2 separate regions of the Sus scrofa genome follow, and region 1 is linked to region 2. Evidence: chromatin contacts called from public HiChIP or PLAC-seq data. All regions are on one chromosome and are shown on one strand. Each heading gives the region's core, a stretch centred on a gene start, on an enhancer-like site or on the middle of the called end of the contact. The rest is flanking DNA. Distances are from core to core; before and after follow the strand shown.

Evidence for each region. HiChIP or PLAC-seq counts read pairs in DNA pulled down with a chosen protein or histone mark.
Region 1: an H3K27ac HiChIP or PLAC-seq map of alveolar macrophages shows a contact between it and region 2. The contact joins two enhancer-like sites. A contact is called at or near these places in 4 of 47 Hi-C or Micro-C datasets (liver and skeletal muscle) and 1 of 2 datasets of contacts at active chromatin or transcription factors (alveolar macrophages).

What each region holds. Positions count from the first base shown.
Region 1 is chr2:145,186,854-145,192,084 of Sscrofa11.1, forward strand. No RefSeq gene overlaps it. Among named protein-coding and RNA genes, the nearest start is that of NR3C1, 260 kb to the left of the region's middle. Within about 2 kb of position 3,223, at least 7 of the 83 cell types and tissues checked have an H3K27ac peak or open chromatin away from gene starts, as enhancers often do. A contact at or near this core is called in alveolar macrophages, where this site is marked.
Region 2 is chr2:144,942,300-144,947,302 of Sscrofa11.1, forward strand. It overlaps a transcript of NR3C1 not described here. Among named protein-coding and RNA genes, the nearest start is that of NR3C1, 15 kb to the left of the region's middle. Within about 2 kb of position 1,807, at least 4 of the 83 cell types and tissues checked have an H3K27ac peak or open chromatin away from gene starts, as enhancers often do. A contact at or near this core is called in alveolar macrophages, where this site is marked.

The sequences.
Region 1 (5,231 bases), core at 1,973-4,472, 250 kb after region 2:
AAAGGGAAGTGGAGTGAGACCCAAGCAGTTAGGATAAATCAGATTGGGCATGGAATTCCAGCTTCAAATGCCTTGATAGAGTTTTCTAAAAACCACTGCATGAAGTACCCATAGCTTGAGGTGGATACGCTTCATGCTAATGTGACCAGGCAAAGTCAGAGTCTGGTGCACAGGACAGCTTTTCAATTTAACCCATGTGTATGTTGCTAATGTTGCTTTGTCTCACTAAAACATACCCACCAACCAATTTTCTTTTTATTCAAGAGTCATCAGTGGTAATATTGTAACCTTATTTTCTAATTATTATAGATATTTGGTAAAATAAAAGAAGTAATTATGTTAATATTGTTGAGAAACTAGATTTTCAGCATAAAATACATGCACATATAAAATCAAAGAGAAAAACCTTTTAAATATCATTTGAAAATATCAATATGATCTCATAATTTTTCTCCTCTTCATTTTTTTTTTTTTTTTTTTGTTGTTGTACTTGTGGCATGTAGAAATTCCCCAGACAGGGATTGAGCCTGCACCACAGCTGTGACCCATGGCCTTAACCCACTGGACCATAAGGGAACTTCCTCCTCTTCATTTTTATGTCCTAGCTTCATCTGTTGAAAAGGCTTAGAAGCAATGATCATCCAGGAGAAATCCTGGCATTCAGATTGTGGTCTCTAAGTGCTCTGTCTCTCTACAAGGAACTGCATTCTTGGAAAAGGCTGGGTCTAGGTCTGGGATAGGCAATGAACGAGATAAGCCCAGGAAATCATGGTATGCTAGTAAGCGAGGAGGCCATCAAAGACGAAGAGGGATCGTGTCAAGAGACACAGGGGCCAACCATAAGGAGCTCCCACTGTACTGACAGAGGACAACTCGAATATCAAAAACGATCATTACAAGAGACCGAACACATAACATGTAATAATATTTAAAAAACAGTGTTTCCAGGGCACCACTTTACTGCTCTGAAAACTGATGATAAGTAAAGAGAAAGAGTCAAGCATTTATCTTGCTTTTCCTGCATTTCAGGGCAATCAAATGGTGGATGAGGTGGAGTCTCTGCAGAAAAACTCCAGCTCGTAAGGTAGGGCTGGTTAAGATCATCACCATTCTACAAGGAAATGCTAAAATGTTTGTCAAACGTGGATGGGAAATTCCTTTTAATGATTTTTATTTTTTCCATTATAGCTGGTTTACAGTGTTCTGTCCATTTTCTACTGTACAGCAAAGTGACCCAGTCACACATACATGTTTACATTCTTTTTTCTCACATGATCATGCTCCATCACAAGTGACTAGATATGGTTCCCAGTGCTACACAGCAAGATCTCATTGCTTATCCACTCCAAAGGCAATAGTTTACATCTATTAACCCCAGATTCCTAGTCCATCCCACCCTCTCCCTCTTCCCCTTGGCAACCACAAGTCTGTTCTCCATGTCCATGATTTTCCTTTCTGTGGAAAGGTTCATTTGTGCTGTATACTAGATTGCAGATATAAGTGACATCGTATGGTATTTGTCTTTCTCTTTCTGACTTACTTCACTCAGTATGACAGTTTCTAGTTTCAATTGTATAAAGGAGGGACCAGGTTGAGAACATATAAACCCACTCTTTCAATCTCTAAAAGTGGGGCAAAGAAATATCATATGCCTCAGAATATAATAAGAAAATATCTTACTTTATAGCACAGGGAACTATATCTGATCTCTTTAGATGAACATGATGGAAGATAATATGAGAAAAAGAATGCATGTGTTTGTATATACACATGTATGTACATATGTATATGTATTTATATATGTATATATGCATATGTGTATTATATATGTATGTGTGTGTGTGTATATGTGGGTCACTTTGTTGTACAGCAAAAACCGACACAACATTGTACATCAACTATATTTTAATAAAAAAAGAATTAAAAAAATAAAATATACAGTATCACCTATGAAACATTTTTGCCTAAAGCATGAACTAGAATCTAAGGAAGGCTCTAAATCTAGCCATCATTTATAAGAAATATGGATGAGAGAAGAACAAGTTAAATGATACTTCAATGAAGCAATCAGACAAATTCAGAATGTGTAGCAATCTAGAGGACAGATGGCTCAATTTTTCCCACAAATATATGGTATAAAAAGAGAGGAGCTGTTATAGAAGAGACTTAAGAGGTGAAAAACCCAACACATCTTGTGGCCATGTTTTAATGCTGACTTAGACCAGTCTTATAGGTATTAGACGGTAAAAAGGAATTTGTTTATTTTGTAGGATTGATAATAGCATAGTAACTATTCGAAATATTCCTGAGCATTAGCGAATGCATACTGGAGTGTTTGCATCATTGAAGTTGACGCCATGTCCAAAATTTACCTTCAGTGCTCTAGCCCCAGTCCTTGCCCAAATCGTATGAGGCCAGATGAAACAAGATTGGCATAGTGTGGATTATCGTTGAAGCTGGGTGGCGGGTCTGTGAAAACTGTTACATCACTCTCACTTCTTTGTGTGTGCTCGACAATTTCCATAATAAAACATTTAAAAAGGACACAGTTTCAGAGAAAGATGTGCTATGGTGTCTATATTCAGCCAAGCTTCATTTACTCCTAGGGGTTTCTCACTTTGTTTTCTCTGGGACTGGATACCGTCTCATTTAATTCCCGTTTTCCTGGTTCCCCAGTTTTCCTTGCAGTCAGCACATTTCTAATTCATTTATCTCTGGTTGTCTGCACAGGGGTCCTGAGATGGGATCCTGTAAATTTAACTAGCTTCCCATGCACTTAGATAACATACAACCCTGCCTCTTATGTTCTCAGTCATCTCAGGTTGCCCATCTTAATTTATTTTTCTTCCTGAGAAGCTTTTTCAATTTGTGTTGGATTTGTGGTTGAATTTCCTGATATACGATTCTTTCTAGGAAAGAATTTCAGGCATTCTTTCGAGATACAGTTTTAACCTTTTACATTTATAACCTCAAACAAACAGATGATTAATATTTAACTTATTTCATCACAGGAGAAACAGAAGGAGCTTCTACCTTACTTTATAGAAAGCTGCCTGCTGTTCACAGAACTTAACTCCTTGTAGGCAATGCTGGCATGGAAAGAGAGCTCACTCTTTATTTGCTTAGAATTCTGTATGCCAGAGTGATCATACATAACAGTCTCCAAGGGCATATCCCCAAAGAGGCCCCAGGACATCACACACTGGACTGGTATCGGCTACAACTGAGTCATGAATCACATGTCTGTTTACAGGCTATTGAGAAGGAAGCTGTTGACGATGGACAGTTAGTCCCTGTTTGCTGAGCACGTAGTACATACTGGGTTCCTCACACACCATGCCATGAATGACAGGGAAGAGTAATAAAAGCAGTTATTATCATGACAAAGATCATTTATGGGGCATCTATGTTCCCCTTGACATATTTTCCATTTGAACAGACAAAAGCCCTGAGGTTACCACAGCTATTTTTAAGTTGAGGTTAAGCAACTCCAGTTTACTCACCAAGCCGTGAACTCTGACCCCCAAACCTCTCTGCTGCCTCCACCTGCTTTTACCATCAGTCATTTGCATATGACTTGCATACTTTTTGCCACCTCGCATGCTGCTTGTATAATTATGCATGCAATATGCTTTCAATTGACATCTTTTTTCCATAAGTACACTGACCCGAAAAGGAAATGAAATATCACTGTTGTAAACAGAAAACTAATACCATTTTCCACGAATAGAAGGTAACCATATAAATAAATGCAATGACATTTGGGCGTCTGCAGCTTGAGACTGGCTCCTCTCCGATGGAGCAGACTCTCTCCCTCCTCTGCTTACCCCCCATGGACCTCACCACCTAAATCATCTTCTGCCCATTGGCACTGAGGGTACCAAACTCTAGGCAATGACGTGTGTGGCTTCAAACAGGTGAAGATATTCTGGATCATGGATCTCGGTTATAAAATGGAGCTAGAGTATAACCTCAATTATGTGCTGGCAAACACACCACTGACATTAAGCTTGAAAGCCTGAAAGAAAAGCTTAGTTCAAACAACTAGGTCAGAAAACAGACATGTAGAAAGAAACAGTGACTAAATGGGAAATCGCATTTCTTCAGAATTGTATTTCTTCAAATAAATTTTGACCATGTTCAGTTAGTTTCCCAGTGAGAGGGTATTTTACACATAGCTATGCATAACATGCAATATGTATGTATATTTGCAGGCATACACACACACACACACATATATAATGTGTATGTATATTTGTGGCCATACACATATGTATGTTTATACATATATACCTAAACCCTCACATGTACATCAGTCTATGTATCATTCCATTTATACTGGAAGGCTTATGCTGTGTATGGGCCCAACCTAAAACAACCTTGTAAATGACACTTGTGTATAGGCTACAGTCCTGATTTATGCACAAGAAAATAAATCAGGCAGAATGTCAATCATGGCCATTATCTGGCTGAATACTATACATTTATGAATTGGCATGAAGCTACCTCCTGACAGTTTTGGGTTGGCACGTGTATTGACAGATTCAAGGGGTAAGATACCATTCTAAAAACTTTGGTCTAAGACCACAAAGCTCTGCAGGCTGGAGTCGAAGGTCTTCAGATATTAAAAAAAAAAAAAAAGTTAAAAAGCCTCTCATTGGTGAGAAAAATTTCTTACTGGAAGGCAAAACAATTTGGTAGAAATAAAAGTGACTGTGGAGCCAGCTAGGCCTGCTGTGGGATCCCCACTTTCTACACGCTCTGAGACCACGGCTATGCCTTCACTTCCTTCTTCTCTAAGGGAGGAGAGTAGCTCCTCCATCAGAGGACTTGTATAAGATTAAACAAGAAAACATTTGCCAATTATTAAGCCCACGGCTCAGCCCATTCTATCATTCACTTGTTTACTCACTAGACAAACACTGTGTGCCATTACTGGCCGGAACCTGTGCCAGGTGGAGACACAGCAGCCCAGGAGACAGCCACAGTGCTCCAGCAGATAAGTCAGATTAGGGAGATGATGGATGTGCTACACAAGCGATTGGTCAATAAATCAAAAGACAGAGACAGTAAGTGGTGGGTGGTGTTGTCAACAAAGTTCGCTCTGAAGAGGTGGCATTTAATCTGAGACCTGACAGGTGAGACTGAGCCATCCATGGAGAAACCTGGGTGGTACCTGAGGGGGGCGGGAGGGGCGGTGGGAAGACAGGAGGCCACTACTGCAGTCTGGG
Region 2 (5,003 bases), core at 557-3,056:
ACTGGCAAGGGATCAGTGCTTGTGCTGATCCATCTCCATCCTATGAGAGTATCTGGTATGTCTTCTTTGATGCCCAGATGGGGGCAGATATTGTTGGTGCCAGCCACGCAGGTGGTACTGGAGCCTCAATTTCCCTTTGGAAAACTATCCTCTTCCCAACTCTTCCATCTATTTATGGAGGGATTAACCCCATCCCAACTCTAGAGATGGGGCAGGCTCAGCCTTAGTTCCGAAATGGGTGTGGGTACACGGCAGGTACCAATGAGCTTTCAATCTAGGCCTTCAGGGAATATTCAGATATTTGCCCCTTTTTCAGCAGGAGTAGCTAGACTGGCAAAATGCCAGCTTGGAACAGCTGTGTTCTACCACTTAGAACCTTTATAGAAAGAAGGATCTAGATCTAGAGAGATGCCCAAATATATCATCTGCATGTCTAGATCCTCCGACTGGGCAAATTCTTTTTCTTTTCCTCCAGCCAAGCGGCGTTAGTGCTTTAACTCTTGCATCTGAAAGGGTCCTGACGTAAGAAGAAAGGTCTAAACCACAGGACACTGCTCCTTCTGGAAGAGAGAGTCAGGCTGAGGTTACTAGGCATCCAGGGTGACCCCCAAGGAGAAGCAGAAGCCGGAGAGAGAAGCCAGCTGAACACCTAAAAATAAACTTTACCTGCTTCGTGAGTTGGCTAGAGTTTCCTCCCGTTAATGATTAACTAGGTGAGACGGTCAAACTCCTTTATATAAAATACATGTCCGTAAGTGAGAACATCAGCCTTCAGTTAATTCACTCACGCTGGCTACATCTGCCTCAGATTTCCAGTTTTTAAATGAATGTAGAAATGAGTTCTTGATTTTAGGTTGTGCTTTAAAGGAAAATATAAAGCCTGGTAATCTTCCAAAAGAAATATCTTATCGAGTTTCTCTTTAGGAAAGCCTAAATTATTACTCTACCTTCCATATTGATCCAGTATTTTATTTATTTATTTATTTTCTCTCTCTCTCTCTCTCTTTTTTTTTTTTTTTTTTGTCTTTTTCTACAGCCACTAGGGGTCTAATTGGAGCTGTTGCCCCCTTGCCACCACCACAGCAACAAGGGATCTGAGCCGTGTCTGCAACCTACACCACAGCTCACGGCAAAGCCAGGTCCTTAACCCACTGAGCGAGGCGGGGATCAAACCCGCAACCTCATGGTTCCCAGTCAGATTCGTTAACCACTGAGCCACGACGGGAACTCCTGATCCAGTCTTATATTTTGTGTTTATTTTGTTTATAGCAGACTTGACAATACATTAACTTAATACAATATCTGTAAATATGACCTAGTGAAGTATATATTAAAATATTTTTATATTTTATGATATTCGTGTTTTTGAAACTCAAACTTGATAGTTGAAGGAAAACCTCCAATAATATGAAAAAACCAATCCCTCAGTTGAATTAAATCTCCAAAACTTATACCAATGTTGGCACTGTTTTGCATATGTAAGCTTTACCCTTTCATCTGTAGCAGGGGAGTAGGGCCTGGTGGCAAATGGGAATAGCATTAGCTGGATTCAGTAAACACTGATTGGGTTATTAATAGCTCCAGCGCTGTTTGAAGTAAACGGGAGACTCTACCTCTTAGGAGGGATGTGTCTTTAGGCAAGTTAGTTAACCTCTCTGAATCTTGGTTTCTTATCTGAAAAAAACAATAATAGCATTTGCTTCAAAAGGTTCTCACACAAATTAAACAAGCTGTCCTATGTAAAGGTTTAGAAGAGTCTCTGACATTCATAAGTGCGGTTATGTTACGTGATGTCGTCATTAAGCCCTGTACTCATGACTGACAGTGTAAGAAACCACTAAGTCATAACCCCGGCAGAAAGTGAGGCGAACATGCAGCCGTACACCCATCAGAAAGAACATACACACACACACACCCACACACCCACACCCCACAGAGGCATGGGCTACACTAGCTTCCTTCAGACTGAACCAGCGTTCTCCTTACATCATGGATTGTGGAATAAGACTCCTCGAGCACCTGCTGGGGATTCTGTAAAAGAAATTCAGGCACCAGCAGGAAATTTGCACGAGGTGATTTATCAGTCTCCTCAAAGCTTTGGGGTTCTGTAATTCTATAAGCACACAAGTTACAGACCGCAGTGGGATTTTATCCTTATGAAACCCAAGAGGACTGCCGATTTTTCCACCTCCAGCTGAGCATGCTCACAGAAAGAGACATTTAAAAGCAGAGAAGTCGATCACATGCTCTTTAACCAGCAGAATTCCACCGCCAAAAGAAATAAAAGCACGGAGAAATGGAATGATTTGATTGGAGTCTCACTGCTTTTCCAAGGAACTAAAATGAACATGCACGCTTTCCTAACTCCTAGCCGAGTCCTCTACACAGTAAACATAGTGATATATAATCTTCCAGTGTCAATATTTACCTTTTATGAATTTATGGCTGGCCGCGTGTCAACCTACAAATTCGTTTGTTTACCTACATCGGTGTCATCAAAACCCCTGCGCCTCACTATCGACGTTTCTATAACACGGTGGACAAAGCTCTGAGCAGGGGGACAGGGGACCGCCGCTTGGCTTTGGCTGTAGGGCTCCCTTCTTTGCATCCCCCCACCCCCAGTTACATGCTCTTGGGTAAGTTTCTTGCTCTGTTTTCAACGGTCTTTGTCTTCTCAGATCCCTGGCCTTTCACGCCTCATCTGTTTCAACCCACACAGAAGTAACTCTGTCCTTCTCCTTAACTCCAGCTACAAAGCTTTTACTCGACAGTCCATGTGAACTGGGCTCCTAGGGTGGGGCCTATAGGTGAGGCACGGAGGATGCAGATAAATAAGACAAGCCTCTGACCCTCAACTCTCCCAGTGAAGAGTCAGAAGCCCAAACAGATGGTGCGGTCACAGCACATCCAACAAGCACGCTGTGTACAGGGAGTGGCAGGAGCTTAAGGAGGTCCGAGGGTAAGGTCAGGGGTCAGGGAGCGTTCTGGGGGAGCCAGGCTGACACTGAAAGGATGAGCTGGTGTCAAGGAGGGTCAGTTATAGATACAATCCGAGCCTCCAGGAGGAGATAAAGCTCATGCTGAGAGGGAGAAACTGGCTTGGACTTGGGCAGAACGAGAAAGAACGCATTTAGCTGTGTGATCCTGACCTGGTCACCTCAGTTTTCCCAATCTATTAAATAGGCATAAGCATCGAATTCCCTCTCGGGGCGGTTGTGAGGATTCAGGGAGATTCTTTATGCTAATTTCAGCACAGAGCTTGACACTAATAACAGAGATAGTCATAGTTAATAGCAACACGAGCCATCGTATCACCAACTCACTAACACCAGGAATGTAAGGGCTCCAGTGCTTCCAAGGACTCAAACACAGTCATACCCCACTCCCTGATATATTGTGTTTATAAATGTTTTTAGGGGTAACACCCACGTAGTTGAAGCACTGTTAATTAAGAAGCACACATTTCAGGCAATGCCTTGAAGACATCATCAAGGAGCCATGAACTGACATGGTTTTCCCTAGATCAGCAGTTGTCGGCTGTCATCTTTGCCCAGGGGACATGTGGCAATGCCTGGTTATCACAGCTGGAAGGGGGACTCTCCCTGGCTCCTGGCGGGTCGAGGCCAGAGAAGCTGCTAAATACCCCACAATGCACAGGACAGGCTCCACCGCGAAGAATTATCCAGCCTAAAGTGTCAACTGTGTGAGGCTGGGCGGTCACGACCTGGAGGTTCCCCACGCACTGCTTGCTCTCAGGCCCCATCAGGAAACACAGCAAAGTGATGTTTCTAAAGATCCTCCGTTCAGCTGCAAAAGCATATCCTCCAGACCTTTTACACATGTTAACGTCTCCGGAAACCCAAGTTCTTCAGAGCCCCCGGTAGCACCATTGAAACTTTTCTTCTACCCAAATAATGGTAATTTAAAAAATTATTTTCCCCTAGCTGGATAACTCAGAACAAATACCTTCTTTTCTGGATCGTTGTTTTAATGAAATTTACCAAAAAGAGACGCAATTAGCCCCAACGTGGGAGTCTTGGAGATTTGGAACAGTCTTGGCTTGTCTCCACTGCCACAGGGTTCCAAGGGACCAGCCACCCATAGTAGCTCCTGTAGTCTTTGGAGGGAGGGAGGCAAGTGCCCTTGGGCCCTCATGATCTTCCTGACACAGCTGGGCCGGAAGCAGGGGGCCTTAGAAAGCTGTGTGTGTTCATTTTTCTCAAAGGAGAATTTGCTCCAAGTAGCTTTTCTAAACCATGCTGTGAATGGTTTCATCCTCTTTCCTTCTTTTTTTTTTAGGGCCCCACCCACAGCATATGAAGTTTACCAGGCTAGGGGTCGAATCTGAGCTGCAGCTGCCAACTTACACCACAACCACAGCAACCGGGGATCTAAGCCGTGTCTCTGACTGACCCCACAGCTCAGGGCAACACCAGATCCTTAACCCACTGAGCGAGACCAGGGACCGAACCTGCATCCTCTTGGATACTAGTTGGGTTCATTAACCGCTGAGCCACAACAGAAACTCCCCTCCTTCCTTCTTTTTATCCTCCAGAAGCCTAAGAGTGTGAGCCCTGGCACACAACTGCCTGGGTTTGAATTTGATTCTGCCATTCGTTACTACAAGACCTTGACAAGCTCTGTCACCTCTGTGTGCCACAGAGTCCTCACCTGTGAAATGAGAGAAGACAACACACCAGCCTCATAGGAGTGCTGTGAGAATGGAGTTCTTACATACAAAGCCTCTAGAGCGTAGCCTGGCACAGGGTGAGCAGTAAAGAATGTTAGCTCTTCCTCTTACTATTTGTTTTTATATGTCCTTATTTGTCCATATGGCTCATTCATTTGCTCATAGGATGCTCTGAAATCCTATGATTTTAGGTATGATAAGAACTTGGGAGAAAGTACATGTCACTGCAGGATATGCCACACATTCACAGCCAGGGCCAGCTGGGTGCCAAGGTAGGGAGTGGGTGACGCGTGTTCATTGCTTGGTCTCTTCT